Linked DNA regions of Anas platyrhynchos: region 1 is linked to region 2. The links are chromatin contacts, called in public Hi-C maps. All regions are on one chromosome and are shown on one strand. Each heading gives the region's core, a stretch centred on a gene start, on an enhancer-like site or on the middle of the called end of the contact. The rest is flanking DNA. Distances are from core to core; before and after follow the strand shown.

The links. A called contact is a pair of places that touch in the nucleus more often than the background predicts.
Region 1: a contact with region 2 is called in a Hi-C map of small yellow follicle, with 4 times the contacts expected there. The contact joins two enhancer-like sites. A contact is called at or near these places in 5 of 8 Hi-C or Micro-C datasets (liver, skeletal muscle, small yellow follicle and 1 more).

Annotation. Positions count from the first base shown.
Region 1 is chr3:30,691,071-30,694,607 of IASCAAS_PekinDuck_T2T, forward strand. No RefSeq gene overlaps it. Among named protein-coding and RNA genes, the nearest start is that of SPMIP3, 26 kb to the right of the region's middle. Within about 2 kb of position 2,146, at least 2 of the 8 cell types and tissues checked have an H3K27ac peak or open chromatin away from gene starts, as enhancers often do.
Region 2 is chr3:30,313,452-30,317,314 of IASCAAS_PekinDuck_T2T, forward strand. The region is part of intron 11 of SDCCAG8 (SHH signaling and ciliogenesis regulator SDCCAG8); the gene reads left to right. Among named protein-coding and RNA genes, the nearest start is that of CEP170, 31 kb to the left of the region's middle. Within about 2 kb of position 1,455, at least 3 of the 8 cell types and tissues checked have an H3K27ac peak or open chromatin away from gene starts, as enhancers often do.

The sequences.
Region 1 (3,537 bases), core at 896-3,395, 380 kb after region 2:
ATGCTGGCTCCACTTATTTTAGAGTCCATCTTTGACCTTTACCGCTGTGAAATACATCTACTGATATTCCACCAGAGGCTATAAAACATCTGGCCTGACTGTGCACCAAATAGCTGGAATTTTCTATCCATTTCAGCCTGTGGCATTGACCCCAAACAGCAATTTATCTGCAGCATTTCTGAGTCCCTTGGAACCTGTGGAGCCCATGATGCCGGGAGCAGCATCAATGTGCCAAGCAAACTAAGCCTGCGTCTGGGGGAATGGAGAAATCCTGATTTTGAAGGAAGATAGCTCCTACCTAGCATGATATAGCAGCCCTCAGGCAGGGCAAGGAGGCTGAAGGATGCTCCAGGTGTACTTGTGGATGATGAGGCAACATGCCCCCTGCCCTTCAGCACACCCGCCTGCATGCAGCAGCACTGCTGGGTGGCAGAGCAGTCAGAAAAGGCTGAAGAAATGTGGACAGTCTGGCAGGGTGGTGGCAGCCCCTGCTTCAGAGGCTGCAAAACACTCACCTGCCCCCGTCCCACTGCAGGGCAGCACCCACATCTGCCGGGGTGAGGACCAGCAGCCTGCTCCCTGCCCCACGTTTCTGGCTCTGTCCATCCCTCACTCCCTCCACCACAGCTCATGGGGCTGCCAGAGGGTGAGATGGGAGAGGGCTGGCCGTCATTTCAAGGTAATTTCCTTGGGCAGGAAACACCTTCACCTTGTGTTTCTTTTGCTGGGCCGCCAGGAAGGTCAGCTGCCCAGGAGCGTTTCTGGTGGTGGCATCCAGGCTGGCAAGGCACTGCAGTATCTGCGATTGCACATCTAATTCATTGTGTTTTCTGCTACAGATGAATAGACAAAAGACCTTCCAGGCGGGAGGGGGGGCCTGCTCCACCAGAATTGGGATTTTTCACTGTCAGCCAAGCAGAGGATCCAAACTCCAACAATGAGCTCCCTGCTCCAGCTGAAAAACATTTATAACCTCTCCAAGCAGAGCTCTGGCAGGGCGATACAAACTGTGAGCTCCACAAGCTAATGACCTTGAAAGTATCCATTTATCTTGGCCTTTCCCCCCAGCTTGAGATGCCACAGAAAATGTGAGGCTTTCTTTCTTCTCCTTTCCTTCTACTTTTTTTTTTTTTCTTTCTTTTTGAGCAGGAGGGATGGATATTCACAGAACGCAGATGACATGGAAACTGCTTGGTTTCACCTCTCTGGCCAGAGCTCAGGGCTGAAATCCCAGCAAAAACCCAGCACAGGGGTGACCATCCCTCCTTAGTCCAGGTACACCAAGAGGGACATCCATGGTGAGTAACAACACTGCTCTGCCTCTTACCTGACTGGTCCCCACTGCCTGCTCCTTCACTAGTCTTCCTAAATAAAACAGTATTTATAACCACAATGTCCAATCCTCTGAGCCCATTGTTCTCTGTCTTGGTGTGCTGTGACAACCTGCACCACATTAAAATCCAGGAAACATGCTAGAAATGTCCCTCAGACAAATGGAGCTGGTGCACAGTAAATGGTATTTCCTCAGGGAGAGCAGCAACTCCCTGGAGAGTTTTACTTTTCAAAGTCAGTATCTGTTTTCTATGCATTGCCGCTGTATAGAAACCACTAGCTGGCACAGCAGGGTGCTCCCTTTCTTATGGGATATATGACTTGGGTGTAAAATAATCCCTTTTCATTTCCTTTGGCACTCAGTACAGACAGCTGAAAGTGAAAAGGAAAGTCACACAAAGCAGCTGACGGACATGGGCAGAAGCTGCTACTAAGAAACATCCTTCCAGTTACAGAAAAAAAAAATAAATCTGATATGCCAAGATGTTTTCTGGCTGCTGCACGTTCTAGCCCTCATACAGATGTGGTGGGAGCCGACAGCTCCGTGTGCAGCTCTCCCGAGCTGGCTGCTGCACTGCAGATGCTCCAGCGCCTGCGGGCTGGGACCTGGTGCTCACCTTTGATCCCCATCACGGGCTGTGTGCTGGGACCAGCATTTGGGCTCCAGAAAGAATGTGCTGGCTGCTGCCTTTGAAGCTGTGGAAGCGAGCACCAGCTCGTGTTTCCATTTTAGGCATACGTGTAATGTACATCTTTGCTTACTGGACACTCTGGGACGCAATCCAGCCTCAGGAATTCTTGGCTTCCCGCTGGGTTTTGATGACTTTATAAGAGGTGGTTTTGCACTGAAGAGGTCCGCAGTAGTCATCTCCTGACTCCCTGCCAGCAGGATGGAGGTTCACACGGTGACTCGAAGAACCGAATTTTCGCTCCAGAAGATGCACCCAGGTGGGTGCTGAGCACCCAGAGCTGGTGCTGGCACCCACCCGGTGCCATCACTGGAGCGGTGGCTGTGGATTGGGCACAGCAAGGACACGGGACTCAGTGTGACTCTGCCCCACAGGCAAAGGCTGCCCCATGGCCCCAGGGGCCAGATCTGGGCTTTTTGGCAGGGTGGGGAGACTGAGCGAATCCCTAGTACAGCCACCCTTCAAGCACCCTTTCTGTGGGGAAATGTTTGGTGAAATCACCTACAGCACCTGCCTGGCTCCTCGGGCTCCCAGCTCTGGAACAAAGCAGGGCTCGCCTCACCTGAAGAAGAAGGCTCTTTGGAAAGCCCTCACTTCTAAACACATCAGGTAGAGCTCTGCTGGGTGAAGGACTGCCATTGAAAGTGACGGTGTAATTCCCACCCTGTGGCTGCCAGTGAGATGCTGTGGAGCTCCTGGCTCCCAGGGAACAAACCCAACCCCACAGAGCACCCACATCACACCAGATCAGCAAGGAACTTGGGCGCCAGCTGTAAGCCAGGGATGGGAGGTCGGTCGGGATTCAGCGTACCGCTCGCACAATGAGATCACATTCAGCCTGAATACAGCTATCAGAGTCTTGCTGCTTAAAAATACCTTTATGATACACGGCTTTAATTATTTCTTTAAAAAACAGAAATCCCTGCACAGAGAAGGAAATGTCAAAGCCTTTTCAAAGCTCGTTAACACAGTGAATAAGAAGCCAGCGATGATTTACATAACAGAGATATACATACGTATGTATACGTGCGTGTACATTTGCATGAAAAGCATTTGCAGAGCATTCTAAAAATAGGAGACATTTCAGAGTTTTTTGGGGGCAAATAAATCTTTACTCGATTTTCTGTTTTATTACTTCCCTCTAAATTAATCGTTTAAATTAAAATCCAGTCCTTTGGCCTCATACAACATGCAACGCAATGAACCACAGACTTTCCCCCAAATACCTCGCTCTAATTCCTCCCTTGCAGGCACAACCACGCACACCCGGTGCTACAGGGATGGAGGTAAGTAAAGGAGAGATGTCTTTGTCTGTGCTCTGGCGGTTCTCCTAAGCTGAAACTCAACCTTTAATTTGGAGGCCAATTTTTCTCCGTGGAAGGTAGAAAAGCTGTAGCGCTCCCCTCTGAAACACTATTTTCACATGAAGATATTTGGATGTTTGATGTACGAAAGCAGGAAAGGGAGGAGGTTAGATACCAGCCCTTGTGAACTGTATGCTCCAAATCCTTGAAAG
Region 2 (3,863 bases), core at 205-2,704:
ATTTGATATAATTAAAGTAAAATGATGGGAGGGGGACTCCCTATCAGTAAAGATTATTAGAGTAATTCAGTAATTATCTGAAGTAATTATGTAGTTCACATATGATTGTTGGTTCCTTTTTAAAAGAAGGGGGGGGGGGAAGGAAAACAAACTATTTTTAAAATACTTAGGCTCAGTATCTAGCAGCTGGTTTATAGCTGCGACTCTAATAGTCAAGAAAGTTCTGTGTAGGTATTACTAATATTAATACCTATTAAATAATATTATGTTAAAAGGTAACCAAAATGAGTTGTTTTTTTAGTATCATTCACTAACTTTGCTTAAAAAAAAAAAAAAAGTTTAGTTATTGCAAATCATTTCCTATAAATGAAATGAAAACAGCTTAATCACATTTAGTTTTGTATTTAAAGAAAACCCTAAAATGTTTCAGCTTATATGGCAGCAAATAGCAAACAGTAATTGTTCTTTGGTCTCTCAGCCATGACCTGACCTTCTGGCTAAGACACAGAGTTGATACCTTCCTTGGCCACCATCTGTTCATAATAAATACGTATTTATTTTTTAAAAGTAGAGAGACAATAGTGTATAAACAGTGTCACTATGCATTTACTGTTTAAAAAGAAAAATACATTTTTCAAGTTCACTTTTGATACATTGAATATGTTTCCTGTTTCTTGATGTGATTGTATTTTTTTTAATTACACAGATAAATTTTAGTTTTCAAGCTGTACTTTAGTTGATAGGTAATGACTTCCTAAAAAGGATTAATGTTATCCAGGTGTGTCAGAACAGTCATAAATTCCCATATGTACAATTTGGAATGATCAGATAAGTATCATCTTTAGTTTATCTATAAATTTCTTTGAAAATGAATTTGTATCCTTTAGGAAAATTAAAGGAAATTATATATTTGGTCTTTTGTGCTGTTTTTTTCTTAATGTGTACTTTTCTATATTTATTACTCAACTGGGACTAATTTCAAATATTAGCACTTTGGTAAGACTACCTGTTACTAACATTTGATATATTTATATCTTAAGATAAAGAAGCAATGATCAATGCTACCATTTAAATTGAATAGGTATTTTGTGATATCATCCATCATGATCCTGATTAACGTTAGGATTTGGGCCGGAGGAGGGAGGGGGAAGGCATATACCACAGTTTCTCAACACAAAAACTGCATCTGTTCATCTGGCCCAGTAGATTATAAAGTAGCATAACCTACTGCCCTCTCTTTTTCTGTCTCAGCTCTCCCGTTGTGGATGTAGCTGTGCTGAAATAAAATACTTGTTCTTCCTAAGAAGGTGAAGTATTATAAGTTACACGGGTGTAATGCCTTCATGGCAGTAAACAGTGTCCACACTAGGGGTTGTACTAGCACAGCTTTATCAGAGGAAAGTCACGCCCTAGCCTAAATAGCTGTTATCAGAGCAAAAATTGTGGCATGTTTGACACTGAGGGACTTCACTTTTGTAATACTTTTTCTGTGAATTTGGAAGCACTGCATGGCATGATTTGTGCATTTCTGGTAGAAAATTTTTCTTCTGGAAATATGAAGTTGTTTCTTTCTCAGATTTGCATTACTTGCTCTTTTCTGCACTGCATTATAGAAATAAAAATTAAGTCTACTATTAATCATTTGCTTTCTATTTGACTGTAAATCATTTTCATTTGGTTTATAAAATTTTCCAAGCTTGAGCATGTAGAAGTTTGTATTACTGGTTTACATAGTCCCTGCCAGTTTGGGCATCTTCCTTATTAGAGAGTTCTGAGTGGTGGTGTGAGACCAGTGGGAGTTAGGGCCTTCAAATAAAGCAACAAGATGTGTTCAATCCAACTTCATAAAATCAATCCTTTAAATTTTATTTTTACCATGGAATACTGAAAAAATACTTTTTGTAGAAATTGAAGCTTCTGCTCTTAAACTGAAAAACAAACATTTTTAATACCATCTTTATAAAATTCTCCAACTGTAGTTTGAAGCAGGGGGTAGCAGAATTCTGCTGTGTACCTTGTAGGTGACAGAATGAAAAGCTCCAGACATACTATACTTCCCCTTCCTCAGAGTTTAACAAGTTGTCTGTACATAATGTGCATGAGCTTCTGAGCCCAAATAAAGAGATACTAGAGTCACTGATATGCGCAACCTCTACACATGGAAAGAGCTGTACATGACTGCATTTATGTGTTGTATGACAGAACGTAAATGATGTCTATATGCACTATAGACTGAATGACAATTCTGCAGACAAATAAAAATCTGGCAAAATTGCAGTCCAAAAGCATTTTGCCAAAAGGTATTTTGGGAATGTTTATCTCATTTGTCATAAACCCATGATTTATAGTAACCTAATTTAGACATTATAAATGGAGAGATTACTGACTGTCTTCATCAGAAATAAAACAGGTCGAGAATTTGGGTGTATATCCTGGAAATGCTGAGAGCGTGTCTGATGCAAAACAAATAGGATCTTCTGAAGACACTGATTCCCTGAAATGTCGCCTTATGAACAGATATCAGACTTCTATGAGTCAGGCTTTAAAAGATTAGGCTTTTCACAAGCTGGGACACTTAGAATATCACCAGATGTTTTGAAATTCAATAAAACTGCAAGATTTGATAACCCTGTTGAAGATGGGTTAGGATTACACACCAGTAGTTAGAAGAACTGTTAGAAGAATGCTCATTTTTATACTGAAGATTTTGTGACCCCATTAATTACAAAGATCCTTTGCAAGTTCTGTTTTTAAAAGAAATTAAGTTAATAAGCAAATTTGAGTGCTGTTTGTCGAGGAGGAGAAAAAAAAAAAAACGCAGACAGCTTGAAATTCTTAGGATACTATTTTCATACCTAGTCTGACCTTGAATAATGGCCTTGAGAGTAACAGGAAAAAAAAATTGCTTTTGGACAAGAAAGCCTTAAGAAAAACAAACATTTTGTGATAACCTTCCACTATAACCGAACTCCTTCTAATATATAGTTCTCTTTCCTTTTTTCCTTCTTTCGTTCGTTCTTTCTTTTTGACATGCAGTGCACTGATGTGAAAATAGGTATATGAGGAGGGAGTGAAATATTACTTTAGGGCTTGCTTTGATAATAATTTTCTGACTTGTTCAGGAGGAACATCATTGTTTTTATGACAATCTAGACTTACTAGACTCAATGTTTTTGAGGAAACACATTCATATGGAGCCCTGCAGTATATAACAAAGAAATGTCTAATTGCAGTTACGGTATGGCTGCTGCTATAGCTTTGCTTTCCTCTGTCAGCCATCTCCAATGATCAGTGAGGATCATCAGTCGTCAATATACTCTTTGACCTCTTTTCACGAGAAAAATCCCTGGGACTGGGATTCCCAGTAGTAGAACTTTTTATACCGCTCCACATTTTCTGTACCAGTTTGCTTCCTCAGAGCAGCAGGCCTGCTAAGAGGAGTGAGCTGAGCTCTGTCAGCCCACGTTAGTTATCAGGATTTTATTTCTCATAGCTGCAAGTAACCCCAAGTAACATTGGTCCATGTTCTATCATCAGGTGTGGTGTTACCCTTTGAGTGCATAAAATTTTACCCTTTGAGCACGAAAATCATTTATGTGCATTACATGTTACTTGAAATAGGAATTGTGCAGCTTTTGGTGTAGCGTGCATATATGTTAAACTTACAGAAACGCTTATTTTCTCTATTTTTTTTTTCTAGGACTAGAAAACTAGTGGTTTTGTCACCATTTGCCATCATTTATCTACTCTGAAGAAAAAGAGTGTAAAAGTCCCTGACTATCACTTGTCTGTTGTCACTTTGTAGTTTTTCTTAATGTTGTACAAGAAAGAAAAAAACAAAAAAAAAGAGACAGTCCCGCATC